Linked DNA regions of Mus musculus: all the other regions are linked to region 2. Evidence: chromatin contacts called from public Hi-C and HiChIP or PLAC-seq data. All regions are on one chromosome and are shown on one strand. The core of a region is the stretch at or near the end of the contact, and the rest is flanking DNA. Distances in the headings are between cores, read along the strand shown. Region 1 has its middle 8.4 kb from the start of Gm12984. Region 2 has its middle 8.8 kb from the start of Gm16225. Region 3 has its middle 52 kb from the start of Gm42327. Region 4 has its middle 20 kb from the start of Syf2.

The links. Hi-C and Micro-C count contacts between places; a contact is called where the count stands out from the background. HiChIP or PLAC-seq counts read pairs in DNA pulled down with a chosen protein or histone mark.
Region 1: a contact with region 2 is called in an H3K27ac HiChIP or PLAC-seq map of bone marrow-derived dendritic cells, with 2.9 times the contacts expected there. The contact joins two enhancer-like sites. A contact is called at or near these places in 3 of 39 promoter capture datasets (the 3T3-L1 cell line, liver and stem cell-derived epiblast-like cells), 1 of 15 datasets of contacts at CTCF or cohesin (large pre-B cells), 1 of 484 Hi-C or Micro-C datasets (B cells), 3 of 115 datasets of contacts at active chromatin or transcription factors (bone marrow-derived dendritic cells, embryonic stem cells and large pre-B cells) and 3 of 9 other capture datasets (adipose tissue, liver and pancreatic islet).
Region 3: a Hi-C map of bone marrow-derived macrophages shows a contact between it and region 2, with 39 read pairs. The contact joins two enhancer-like sites. A contact is called at or near these places in 5 of 39 promoter capture datasets (the C10 cell line, Sertoli cells, cranial neural crest and 2 more), 1 of 484 Hi-C or Micro-C datasets (bone marrow-derived macrophages), 3 of 115 datasets of contacts at active chromatin or transcription factors (bone marrow-derived macrophages and embryonic stem cells) and 4 of 9 other capture datasets (adipose tissue, embryonic stem cells, liver and 1 more).
Region 4: a Hi-C map of bone marrow-derived macrophages shows a contact between it and region 2, with 26 read pairs. The contact joins two enhancer-like sites. A contact is called at or near these places in 16 of 39 promoter capture datasets (the 3T3-L1 cell line, the C10 cell line, the HPC-7 cell line and 11 more), 55 of 484 Hi-C or Micro-C datasets (the 4T1 cell line, B cells, the BV-2 cell line and 33 more), 19 of 115 datasets of contacts at active chromatin or transcription factors (bone marrow-derived dendritic cells, bone marrow-derived macrophages, craniofacial prominence and 13 more) and 3 of 9 other capture datasets (adipose tissue, embryonic stem cells and macrophages).

What each region holds. Positions count from the first base shown.
Region 1 is chr4:135,313,122-135,315,978 of GRCm38.p6, forward strand. No RefSeq gene overlaps it. Among named protein-coding and RNA genes, the nearest start is that of Gm12984, 8.4 kb to the left of the region's middle. Within about 2 kb of position 1,365, at least 224 of the 459 cell types and tissues checked have an H3K27ac peak or open chromatin away from gene starts, as enhancers often do. A contact at or near this core is called in B cells and bone marrow-derived dendritic cells, where this site is marked.
Region 2 is chr4:135,127,766-135,130,614 of GRCm38.p6, forward strand. It overlaps a transcript of Runx3 not described here. Among named protein-coding and RNA genes, the nearest start is that of Gm16225, 8.8 kb to the left of the region's middle. Within about 2 kb of position 1,261, at least 98 of the 459 cell types and tissues checked have an H3K27ac peak or open chromatin away from gene starts, as enhancers often do. A contact at or near this core is called in B cells, DN2 thymocytes, bone marrow-derived dendritic cells and 4 more, where this site is marked.
Region 3 is chr4:134,997,781-135,000,921 of GRCm38.p6, forward strand. No RefSeq gene overlaps it. Among named protein-coding and RNA genes, the nearest start is that of Gm42327, 52 kb to the right of the region's middle. Within about 2 kb of position 1,376, at least 70 of the 459 cell types and tissues checked have an H3K27ac peak or open chromatin away from gene starts, as enhancers often do. A contact at or near this core is called in bone marrow-derived macrophages, where this site is marked.
Region 4 is chr4:134,949,294-134,952,413 of GRCm38.p6, forward strand. No RefSeq gene overlaps it. Among named protein-coding and RNA genes, the nearest start is that of Syf2, 20 kb to the left of the region's middle. Within about 2 kb of position 1,493, at least 78 of the 459 cell types and tissues checked have an H3K27ac peak or open chromatin away from gene starts, as enhancers often do. A contact at or near this core is called in DN2 thymocytes, bone marrow-derived macrophages, cerebral cortex and 2 more, where this site is marked.

The DNA.
Region 1 (2,857 bases), core at 115-2,614, 190 kb after region 2:
CTCGCATCAGCATTTATTTAAGAAGCCCACTTCTTGGGTTTCGCAGAGGCACACTCTTCTCCGAGACCCACTGAAAAGCCATCTCTAGCTTTCAGTTCAACGCAAAGCATCGCTTCATTCTACAGACGAGGAAACTGAGGCCTGGAGAAGGTCAACTCAGCCTCCCCGTCCTTGCCACACCCTTCAGCTTCCAAGAATGCCTCAAGAGGGAGTGTTAGGTGACAGGAAACAGAAACACAGAAACGCTAGCTTTGAGGCACTAAAGCTGGGCCTGCCTCCCCCTCTCCTGCTTGCTTTGGCTAGAGTTGTCCCTTCCCCTCGGGACTTCAGTTGCCTTATCTTGTAAACGCAGATAATTATAGCAACCGCTCTCCAGGGTTGACGTGTAAATGAGAAGAGCTGGTCATCTGTCGCGAGCTCGGTGCACTGTAAGCTGAAGACACTGAGCAAAATGAACAGCCCTGTTTAGTCATGGTGACAACTCGAATGTGCAATACCCCCACCCAGAGACCCATGCATTGTACACTCCAGCTTGTGGGAGGTTGGGAAACCTTCGGGGCATTATACACATAGGTCACTGTTTGGTAGTGCTTCCGATCCACCAAGATACAAACAAGCCACTGTCCTAGCTTTTCATCCAGGTATGTCCAACCCTTCCTCTGTGGTGGAGCAAAGGTCGCTGTGGTGACCAGCTGACCCCTTATCCCTGTAGTCATAGCAATGACATCAGCAGACACACTCAGAGACAACCAGGTGTGTGGCAAGGATCCTGGACCCGCCGCTCTTCACTCTGAGAGAGGTGGAGAGGTCACGAGGACTCATTCGCTCCCCTCTGCCTCCCTTGAGGTCACAGAAGGAAGGGAAACTGAAAGCAGAACTCTATGATGCGATTCTCGTGAAGCCATCCCTCAGAGATGTGGGACTTTTGGGTGACACAGCTTTCTGAGTCGCCCACGCCTGTGAGTTTCCCTGCACAATGCTTCCATCAGGAAGTCTGAACCAAGCTGGACTCTGGGTGAGACTTTCTTTTTTTCATTTTGGGGTGTGTGTGTGTGTGCTCAAGAATGCATGCACATACTTCTTTTGTTTTTCAAGACAGGGTTTCTCTGTGTAGCCCTGGCTGTTTTGGAACTCTGTAGACTAGGTTGGCCTTGAAACTCTCAGAGATCCACTTGTCTCTGCCTCCTGAGTGTTGAGATTAAAGGCATGCGCCACCTTGTCTAGCTGCGTCTCTTTTTTCAATGCCTCATCAGTGGCCTGCCTTGTCCTAAGAAAAGCAACACAGCGGCTACACCGGGACCTCCTGCCGCCTCTGGTTGAGCCACTGTGGCAGCCACGTCTTCACCACAGTGACAGATAAGCCCTTGTCAATGTCTCTCCCTGAGTCCGTTCTGCCACCCGTTTTGTCATAGTAAAGGATACAGTCACAGGTCTTGACAGCGAGTCCCTCGTGTGACCTGTAGCACCCAGATATTGCATAGCCCCGTTTTCCATCAGCACCTGGCCCTGTGTCCTCACTGGCTTCCGGGAGAATGCGTCAGTGATGGTGGTTCCTCAAATGTCCTATCATTTGTCAGAAGTGAGTCCGTAGCATTATCAGACATACCAACTCAGCCTGTACATCCATAAGGGGCACCCAGAGCCCCAGAGAGAGATAAGGGCTTGCCCAAGCTCACCAGCAAGGGCTGACGGGAACAGGTCCCAAGCTCTACCCACATGGACACATAGCTCCTCCACCTTCTTCCTGAAAGGAGACTGGCCCAGGTGAATGTTTAAAGGCTACATCCAGGATGGGAGATTCATGCCTGAGTCAGTCAGTCCCCTAGGAAGGCCCAATGTTCTGAGTCCTCAGTCCACAGAACTGTGAATTTCACAGAGGCAGAGAGGCCATGGATCAGTGGACTTTGCCTAGTTGTATGATAAAATACCAGTGTTTGCCAAGGGTCTGTCTTTATGAGCCTGGGTTCAGCTCTCAGGATTGCACTTGACAGGTACAGGTTGTAGTGGTTTGCATGAAAATGACCCCCAGGTAGGCTCCAGTGTTTGAATTCTTGATGCTTAACTGGTGGAACTGATTGGGAAGGATTAGGAGGTGTGTCCTTGGTAGAGGATGTGTCCACCAGGAGTGGGCTTGGAGGTTTCAAAAGATGCATGCCATTCCCAGTATCTTGCTCTGTGTCATACTTTGCAGGACCACGATGTGAGCTCTCAGTTGTTCCTGCCCTTGTGTTTTGTGTTTTTGTTTTGCTCTGTCAGCGAGGACTCTAACCCTCCGAAGCTGAAGCCCATTTAACCACTTCCCTTTATAAGTTGCCTCGGTCATGCACGTTTTATCACAGTAATGGAAAAGTAACCAAGACACAGGGTGAGTGGCCTGGCAACTTCCAGCTACAGCCATCAGCATGGGGGAAGTCTGGGCGGGCTGGAACTCGAAGAGTCTGCTGACATCCCATCCCTTCCAGAGCAGAGGGCAGGGAACTAGTGCTGGATCGCTGGTGCTCAGTTGCCTCTCTCCGCAGGCAGGACCCAGGGTCTGCTCACAGTGAAGAAGACTCTTCCCTCTTCAATGATATCAGGCTGGAGAGATAGCTCAGTGGTTAAGAGCACTGACTACTCTTCCGAAGGTCCTGAGTTCAAATCCCAGCAACCACATAGTGGCTCACTCACAACCACTTGTAGTAAGATCTGACGCACTCTTCTGGAGTGTCTGAAGACAGCTACAGTGTAGTTACAGATAATAAATAAATAAATCTTAAAAAGAAAAAGAAAGAAAAAGAAATGATATCAAGGAATACGAGCCTGCTGGTGAGGAACTGAGGCGTCCTGACGGCTGCAGCGTGAGTGGGGCCATCTGGGT
Region 2 (2,849 bases), core at 11-2,510:
ATCACTCGGGAGATGGAGGCAGGGGGATCAAGCATTTAAGGTCATCGCTCCCCTCTAACGGCAAGTTCAGTCAGCCTGAGATATTTAAAACTGTCTCAAAAAATGAGAGAGAGACAGAGACAGGCAGAGAAAGGGAAAAAGAGGGGGCAAGAGGGAGAATAACAGAGATAGAGTCAGACAAAGAGAGACAGACAGACTAAGAGAGACAGACAGACAGAAAGGAAGAGAGAGGAGGAAGAGTGAGACAGAGAGAGAGACAGAAACAGAGACAGACAGAGAATGGGGGAAAGAGAGGGGGAGAGAGGGAGAATGACAGAGAGAGTTAGACAGAGAAAAACAGAGGAAGACAGACAAAGAGGAAGAGAGAGGGAGAGAGGAAGAATAAGAGATAGTCAGAGTGGGGGGAGGAGAGGAGAGAGGAACTAACAGGAATTTCAAAGAGGAAAATTGACCAGTTGTATAGAAGGGGTTGAGGCTGGGAATGTGGTTTAACCCCCAAGGCCCCGTGCACGGCACAGGCTAAGAGTGTCTGCTGCACATTGGCCTCCTGTCTGAAGCCTCAGGCTTGCTCATTCTCCAGCATATGGCTCCCGCCTTTCTAGGGAGAGCTGGGCAGCTCAGAAAGACTGCGAGGCCCTTTGCACATGGTGCGTGGGGCAGAGGACACAGCACACAATTCAGCCGTATAAACCCGGCTCTAGACACGTCTTTGCTGTGCATCCTAGAGAGAAGTGCCTCACCTCTCTGTGCTTGTTCTCTCTGTGAAATGGGAGACATTAACAGCACCCAGCGCAAGCTGTTTGGGAGGCCTAGGGATAGAATGAGGGTAGTGCAGAGCTCGACACGGCCAAGACCTTCATTAGTGCCACAAAATATTCTGAATCCATATTCTTCCTCTTCCAGCAAATGAAAAAAAAAAGCTGCGAACTAATAGAAGGTAGGAGCCTTGCCTTTCTCCTCAAGACCCCGCTTCAAGGCCACCCTTTTAAGAGCCGTTTTTTCCCAAGAATTGGGATGCCTGTTGTCATCACCCCTCACTCTTGAAGCATCTAAAGAGAGTTCCAGGGAGTGTCCCTTGCTGCGGTGGCGCGGGGTGAGGGTCCGGGATGGGGAACCTGCGGGGTTGGTGATTGAGGGAGGGATGAGAGGGCACTGCTGTTCCACGCATGCGCATTTCCATGCCCTCCTCACTTCCCCTCCGCTGGCTGGTTTTTCTCTGAACACCGAGCCAGAGCTCTCCTAGCCTATGGGTGCTGGCGGCTCGGAGGTTTAGGTTCCTCTTTGGGGTTTTCTTTTAAGTCTGGGAAAGGCATTTTTGGCACAAGGCTCAGACTTGCGTGTGGGCGGAGAGGAGAGATGCGTCTAAGTTACAGTTTTGAAGGTTGCCACGGTCAGTACCACCCACCCAAACACCTTCCCGAGGAGAGTCCAGGGGAGCCTTAACTCCTGCCAGGGCTCCACTGCCATTGGACCGGAACTGATGTAGGTCCTTTCTTGTCTCCCACCTGAACATCTGTCGGGCAACATCTGGCCCCTTTACATCTGCCGAGAAGAGGGAGTGGCTAATGTGAGAGGCAGCAGATGTTGGGAGGGGGCCCTTGAAGGTCCCGAAGGAAAGGGAAGAAGATGAAGGGAGGGGCAGAGAACAGGAGAGCTTCCTTACCGTCCCAAGCCCACCTCACCTGGGAGTGCTGGTTGCTGCCCAAGAACTGTCCCTCGGAAGATGTCCTCTAGGTCTCACTCAGGTGCTGGAGGCCTCAGGTGCTTCTGGGAAGTAGCATTGATCCAGATCCAGGGTGTCTTAGGAAGGATTACAGGTCCTGCATGTGCAGGTGGGGAGCAGAGTTCCTCGTGGGTTAGTGGGGCCCGTGGGGAAACCCTGACATCTCCCTGGCCCCGTTCCCTACATGAAGTCAAGTCCCTTCGGCAAAGGGAAGGAAACCTCGCAAGGCCATCTTCGAGCAAAAAAAAATAAAGGAAAGAAAATGCCAGCAGCAGCTCCGGTCACCGGAAGCGAGCAGAGCCATCGGAGTCCAGAGGCTTTGTGGGAAGTTCTCAACATGGAGTCTGTGTTACTTATAGCAGTAGGAAGAAGACCCTGCTTTGTATTTCCAAAGAAAGGAAGCAGAAGAGGAACCCTGGCCTCCCGGGAGCCGAGGCTGAAGGACACCCACTCTCTCTGCTTCTCCTCACAGCTCCGTCTGCTTTCCCACCGTGGCTCTGGCCTGCTGGCTAGGGACGGCAGGATCTCCCCTGGTCAGGGTAGAACCTTGCATAGAGCAGATGCCCAGGCTGCGCTTGTGTCTGAGGCAAGGGCTCTGCAGCTCCCTGGGAGAGGCAGTCTGCTCCCCCTCTGGCCTGGTTGTCTCTTTTGTGGGTACTGCTGGCCCCTCTGGTGGCACTACTGCAGTGGTTCTCAACCTTCCTCAAGCTGTGACATTTAACACGGTTCTCCACATTGCGGTGACCCGCCCCCAACCATAAAATTATTTTGATACTACTTCGTAACTGCAATTCTGCTACTGTTATGAATTATAATGTAAACATCTGATGTGCAGCTCCTAAAGGGGTCATCACCCACAGGTAGAGAACTGCTGACCTACTGTGCGTAAGCACGCAGGAGTGTACACAGCAGGCAACTGTATTTCTCCTGCTGGGGCTAATATCCACCCCCCCACACACACACACACACACACACAGTTTACAGATAGGAGAAGCAAGGCCCAGAAGAGAGGCAGTCCTTCCCCAAGACTCATAGTTAAGGACTTCTGGAACCCTGAGAGCCTGCTACAGCCCTGCTTAGATCTCTGACAGCCCTGACTCGGCCTCCCGGGACCTCTATAGATGCG
Region 3 (3,141 bases), core at 126-2,625, 130 kb before region 2:
TAGATCATTCTAGATTATCTGGGCGACTTGGGGTAATCACATGGGGTAATTCGTAGAAGGAGCGGATATGAATAAGGGGAACTGGGGGCAACCAGTGGAAGGAAGACTTGTTGGTGTTTGCTGGGTTTGAGTTTGGAGAGGTGAAGCCGTGAGTGTGAGTGGCCTCCAAAGCCAGGGAAGACGCTGGAAAGCGTCCTCCAGTAAAGGTCACGGTCCTCCTGGCAGCGTGATCTTAGCCCTGCGAGGCCGTGTTAGTTATTGTGTTTGTCTGTGTGACTCCAAGTCAAGGGAGGAGGCTTTATTTCGGCTTGTGATTTCCTGGGGCACAGACCATCGTGTCGGGGAAGGAAGGCATCACGGCAGAAACAGCCCTCAGCTGTGGTTCAGCGAGCTTGCTCACATCTAGCTGCATCAAGGTAGGTCAGGAAGTAGAGAGGGACTAGGAAGTGGCTTGGGTTATAAAGCTCAAGACCCGCCCCTCAGTGATCCACTTCCTCCAGCTAAACTCCACTTCCTGAAGGCTTCACAACCTCTTAAAGCAGTGCCGGTGGACAAAATGTTCAAACACGAGTCTATGGATATTTCCCATTCAAATCGTAACAGACTCACTTCAGATTTGGACCTCCAGAACACACGCTCCCCCCTCCCCCTCCCCCTCCCCCTCCCCCTTCCCGCCTGCCTCTCCCCTCCCCCGCCCCTTCCGTGTGTGTGTGTGTGTGTGTGTGTGTGTGTGTGTGTGTGTGTGTGTGAGAGAGAGAGAGAGAGAGAGAGAGAGAGAGACAGTAGCAAGATGGAGCTAATCCAGTGGCCTAAAACACTGCATTGTTAGAAGATATAAAAAGAAGGTTGAGGCTGGGATTAGCTCAGTCAGTAGAGTTCTTGCCTCCCATGGTGCAAAGCCAGGGCGGGTTCAATCCTCAGCATGGTGTGAACCAGGCCTGGTGGTTCTCTCCTGTGATCCCAGTAGTACTCAGAGGTGGAGGCAGGAGGATGAGAAGTTCAAGTACACCATGAGTTTGAGGTCCGTCTGGGATACACTGGACCCTGTTGAGTGAGTGAGGGGCGGCTGCAGGTGTCATTTTATATCATCCTGCAGTGTGAGTCTTGCTTCCATCAAATGCAGTTAAGGAGTCAGAGCCGCCCTCCCTTTCCCTCTATAGTGACAACAAGGAGAAAAATGATGGAGACAGATGTCCCAGGACTGTCAGATGATTCAGAAAGCACTTGCAGGCAAACGACAGCACCACAGACTTGAATTAATGAAGATGTCGAAACCAGCCACAGGAGTGGAGTCTCAGCCGGTGAGTGTTCACAGTACAACGTCCCAGATGAATTGTTCTCAGACTCGAGATTGAACGAGTAAACAAAATTTCAGGGGAAATGTGTTATTCTCGCCTGCTTAGTCACCCTGCGCCGTTCTGGGCCAAGAGCCTAGGTGTTCCGTTATTCTGGCTCATGGGTAAGCAGCAGTCTTTAAGTTTGAGTGCCAACTTGTACTTAATTGAGTTTGTAATTCAATTACCCTCAGCTCCTAAGTGGACACAGACAAAGATGGGTGTTCTTGCTAGTGGCTGGGGACGGGGGGGGGGGGGGGGACAGGGAGCTGAAACAGAAATCAGGGAATGTTGTCTGGGTTGCTGCTTGTAATTGGTGTTTGCAAGTCTAAAAATAGAACTCTTTTGCAATCTTGGAGCAGAGATGACTGCCTTTCTTCCCCAAACCAAATTACGAATCATTAGAGATTTCAGAAAATGGAGCTGGGGAGATGGCTCAGGGTTCAGGAGCAAGTGCTGCTCCTAGAAGATAGGGGTCCATTCCTAGTTCTGTGTATCACAGGTAGACATTGAGGGCTCCCAACCATCCATGACTCCAGTTCCAGGGGATCCTCTTCTGACGTCCATGGGCACTGCACACACGCGGTACACAAACATACATACAGACAAATCACCTATAGAGCTAACATAAAAATAAATTAAAAACAAAACAAAACAAAAAAACCAAACCTCTTCAGTGTTAGAACTTGGCTTTGTGAGTGTGTGAAGAAAATGAGAAACGAGAAGGTCAACTCTGGGAGATGCGCTTTGGATCCGAATCCAGATTCGCGAGCCTATGTCCGTGGTTCTGTGTGGAAACTGTTGAAAATTTAGTCGTATATAGACAGTGGTACCCATTTCAAGCATGCATACCTTTAAAACTGGAAATCTGGGTTAAAATGTTTACAATGATTCTGTTTAAGGTTGTGTAAGAAGAGCTGATGAAGTTGGCCCTCACTCCCTTTATTCTTTGTGTGGATTTATGTCCCTGTGTGCGTACATCAGGGACAGATGCTGAGTGACCTCACTAAGCTGTTTCGTGTCTCGGCGCAGGCTGATGTTGAGTGCCCCCGGAAGCTGCTCTTCACCCTGTTTGAGATACAGTCTCTCACCGAACCCTGAGCTGGCTGACTGTCTCAAGCAATAGAATTGGACATATTAATGGGAAAATGGGTAAGGTGATAGATATTATGGTAACTAATAGATTATGAAGAAGAATCAACTGAAGAGGGGAGGGGATGAGGGTGTCCTTGCGTACCCTAAGAGCTCATTACTTACCCTATGGAGAGACTCTACCAGGTACTATATGGGAGAGGCAGGTAGCTGGTTGGTCCCCAGGGTTCTGCTTCAAGGCTGTGCACTCTTCAAAGAGAGGTGCTGTTCATTTGCAAAACAGCTCCTGGTGCAGCACAAAACCTGGCAGAGCTTTGGTGACCCCCAGAGCAGGGACCCTGTATTTAGGGCTGCGTGTCACCAGTGCCCTGACAGAAGCTCAGCGTCCACCTACTGGTTGCAGTGCTTTGGATTAAACCCACACAGCTCCAGAATACGCAGGTAGCTGTGTAAAGAAGCAGAGCCCCCAAGGCCTTCTCTTTCTGCAGCTGACACCTTTTATCCTGGTCACAGGCATGGCAGCTGGTGTGTGGTGAAGGTTCTTCAGTGTCAATAGAAGGAACTTGGCCTGGTGTCCAGATCTGTTGAAGCAATCTGTCGTTGTTCTTTGGTACCCATGGGGCAAGGACTCCAGCAGGTATCAGAATCTGAGGATGCTTGTATCTTTTCTGTAATGAGATTCAGCAGTTGCACAGAACCCTTGGATGTTCCTTAG
Region 4 (3,120 bases), core at 243-2,742, 180 kb before region 2:
CTCAAAAAAAAAAAAAAGAAAAAAAGTTACCTAGGCTAGCTTTGAATATGATAAATAATCCATCTGTCCTTTTTTACTTTGCGTGTATATGTAGGCACGTGTGTCATGGGATACTTGTAGAGGTGTGAGGACAACTTGTGGGAACTTTCCTTCCATCATGTGAGTTGTGAGGGTGGGTCTCCGGCTGATCTTGGACTGAGCCAAGCCAGGCAGTCAGAGCCCTGTCTACCCGCAGGCTCCTTCCACCTTGAAGGTCTAATTGTGCTAGCTTGGTTTTTCTTTTCTAGGCTGGCCGCTGGGCTTTGCAGTCTTATTTAAGTTCTGATATTATTATCCTTCCTAGTAGGACCCTAATTAATTAATCATATAGAATCGGTTCCCCATTTAGCCCATTAAGTTATATGAGAGGAGCCAGAAGCTTCTATAAGGTGTGGCAGTGGCCGGCTGTGGGCATGGACCAACCATCTCTGAGACATGGGGCATAGGGGTCAAAGGTGAGAGGTCTGTCTTTAGAATTGGGGTACCTGCAATTTGTCCTGATGGGGCTATGTGAAGGAAATTAGATAAAAAATGAGACGAAGTTCAGGTTTTAGTTTTTAGCCTTGGCTGCCTTAGGTCTGGGCTCTTGAGTCTACCCTGAGGATGGCTTTGGCTGGGAAAAGTCTCTCAGTGCCACCAACAGACATCTTATTCCTGGTGTTTGGGGAGTGTTGATGGGTGAATCCACAGAAGACCCCTTAGGAAAGAACCTGTGGGCAACCAGGAAGCAGACTCCCCCCAGCCCCTCGCTCCGCTGCTCACAGGTGGAAAGTGTAGGCAATTAGACCCCTTCAAGGGGCAGAAAGTGCTTGGTCACGTGATCTTCAGGGAGGAGGAAGCCCCCGTACTCAGAGGATGCACGCTTTGCACAGTGTATTTATTTATTAAAGATTTATTTATTTATTATATCTAAGTACAATGTAGCTGTCTTCAGATGCACCAGAAGAGGGCGTCAGATCTCATTATGGATGGTTGTGAGTCACCATGTGGTTGCTGGGACTTGAACTCAGGACCTCTGGAAGAGCAGTTAGTGCTCTTACCCGCTGAGCCATCTCTCCAGCCCTGACTTGGGCAATTTCTTACTGAATTAACTGGTCTCTTCATGGGCTCCTGAGAACCTGTCCCCAGTGAGGGACCTCCAGAGGAAAGGGCTGGGGAGTAGCCACAGTGTCTGCTGGCTGGGCAGGTCTGTGGGACCCTGCGCACAGTGGGACTGGGATTTGGAGCTGAGACTCAAGGGCTAATCCCTGGGCACACATCTTATTGTCCCTGAACTGAGGCTCTTTACAGAGGTCTCAGTGCCACCATCTGCTACTCTGAACTCCCTGAGCCCGCCAGAGCTCGGTTACCACATGGTGTTTGCTTATTTGAGAGGCTTTTCTGCAGATGCCCTGGCCTGGATGGCTGGCTGGCCGCTGACAGTTATTTTTGTTCTGTGTGTATGCTGCCCCCCTTTGGCGCCTCTCTGTAGGACTTGGGGGGGGGGGAACACATTGAGAGCAGGCCAGGTCCTTGGAGGCTCAGACTGGAGCTGGCCCCTCACATTCATGCTGCCTGTCAGAGCTGTCTTCCAATGCCTGCCAGGTGGCCCCGTCCAGGAGCATGCCCAACAGCTGCAGAAAGCAGGCTGGGCCAGGCAGGTTCAGCCCACAGACGGAGGGAGGCAAATTGCTTCTGAAGGAAACACGGAAATAACTGGTAATGACTCCTGCCTGGCCTCTGCTGGCATCGCTCCCAATCTGGCGAAAGACTTCAGACGGATTTCTACTGTTCCGGATTTGGCCAATCCAGAAGAACCCTTTTATTTTAAAAATTTATTGATTGATTGATTTTTAGATCCTACATAAATATATTTTCCTTCAGGTTGGTACCTTTGTATAATTAGGACTCATTTAACCTCACTCTTTTAAAAATTTGTTTATTTTTATTTTATGTGACTCATGTGTGCTGTTTTTAAAATGAATGTATGCATGTGTATCATGTATGCACGTGGTGTCCTTGGAGGTCAGAAGATGTTGGGTGTCTGACCCCTGACACTAAAATTATGGGTGGTGGTGAACCACTATAGGGGTACAGGGAACTCAACCTAGGGCCTCCGCAAGAACAGGGCCCTTAACCACTGGGCCATTTCTTTGGCTTCTTGTTGCCTTCTCTTTAAAGTCAGGGGACTTTGAAGGTGGCCTCCTTTGCTGTCTCAGAGTCTTGTATTAGAGAGGGAGTGAGAACTGGTGATGAGAGCAGGTGGAGCACAGCCACAGTGCTCCTGGTGATGGGGGCAGGTGGAGCACAGCCACAGTGCTCCTGGTGATGGGGGCAGGTGGAGCACAGCCACAGTGTTCCTGGTGATGAGGGCAGGTGGAGCACAGCCACAGTGCTCCTGGTGAGGGGAGCAGGTGGAACACAGCCACAGTGCTCCTGGTGTGGGGAGCAGGTGGAGCACAGCCACAGTGCTCCTGGTGAGGGGAGCAGGTGGAGCACAGCCACAGTGCTCCTGGTGAGGGGAGCAGGTGGAGCACAGCCACAGTGCTCCTGGTGAGGGGAGCAGGTGGAGCACAGCCACAGTGCTCCTGGTGTGGGGAGCAGGTGGAGCACAGCCACAGTGCTCCTGGTGAGGGGAGCAGGTGGAGCACAGCCACAGTGCTCCTGGTGTGGGGAGCAGGTGGAGCACAGCCACAGTGCTCCTGGTGAGGGGAGCAGGTGGAGCACAGCCACAGTGCTCCTGGTGTGGGGAGCAGGTGGAGCACAGCCACAGTGCTCCTGGTGAGGGGAGCAGGTGGAGCACAGCCACAGTGCTCCTGGTGAGGGGAGCAGGTGGAGCACAGCCACAGTGCTCCTGGTGAGGGGAGCAGGTGGAGCACAGCCACAGTGCTCCTGGTGAGGGGAGCAGGTGGAGCACAGCCACAGTGCTCCTGGTGATGAGAGCAGGTGGAGCACAGCCACAGTGCTCCTGGTGAGGGGAGCAGGTGGAGCATGTGCTCCTGGTGATGTCCTTCCCACAGGGAGAAAGTTCCAGAGAAATGTCCCTCTGTCAACCCACAGTGACACAAAGGACTGGCCTCCTGTGTGTGCTTGAGTGCATGT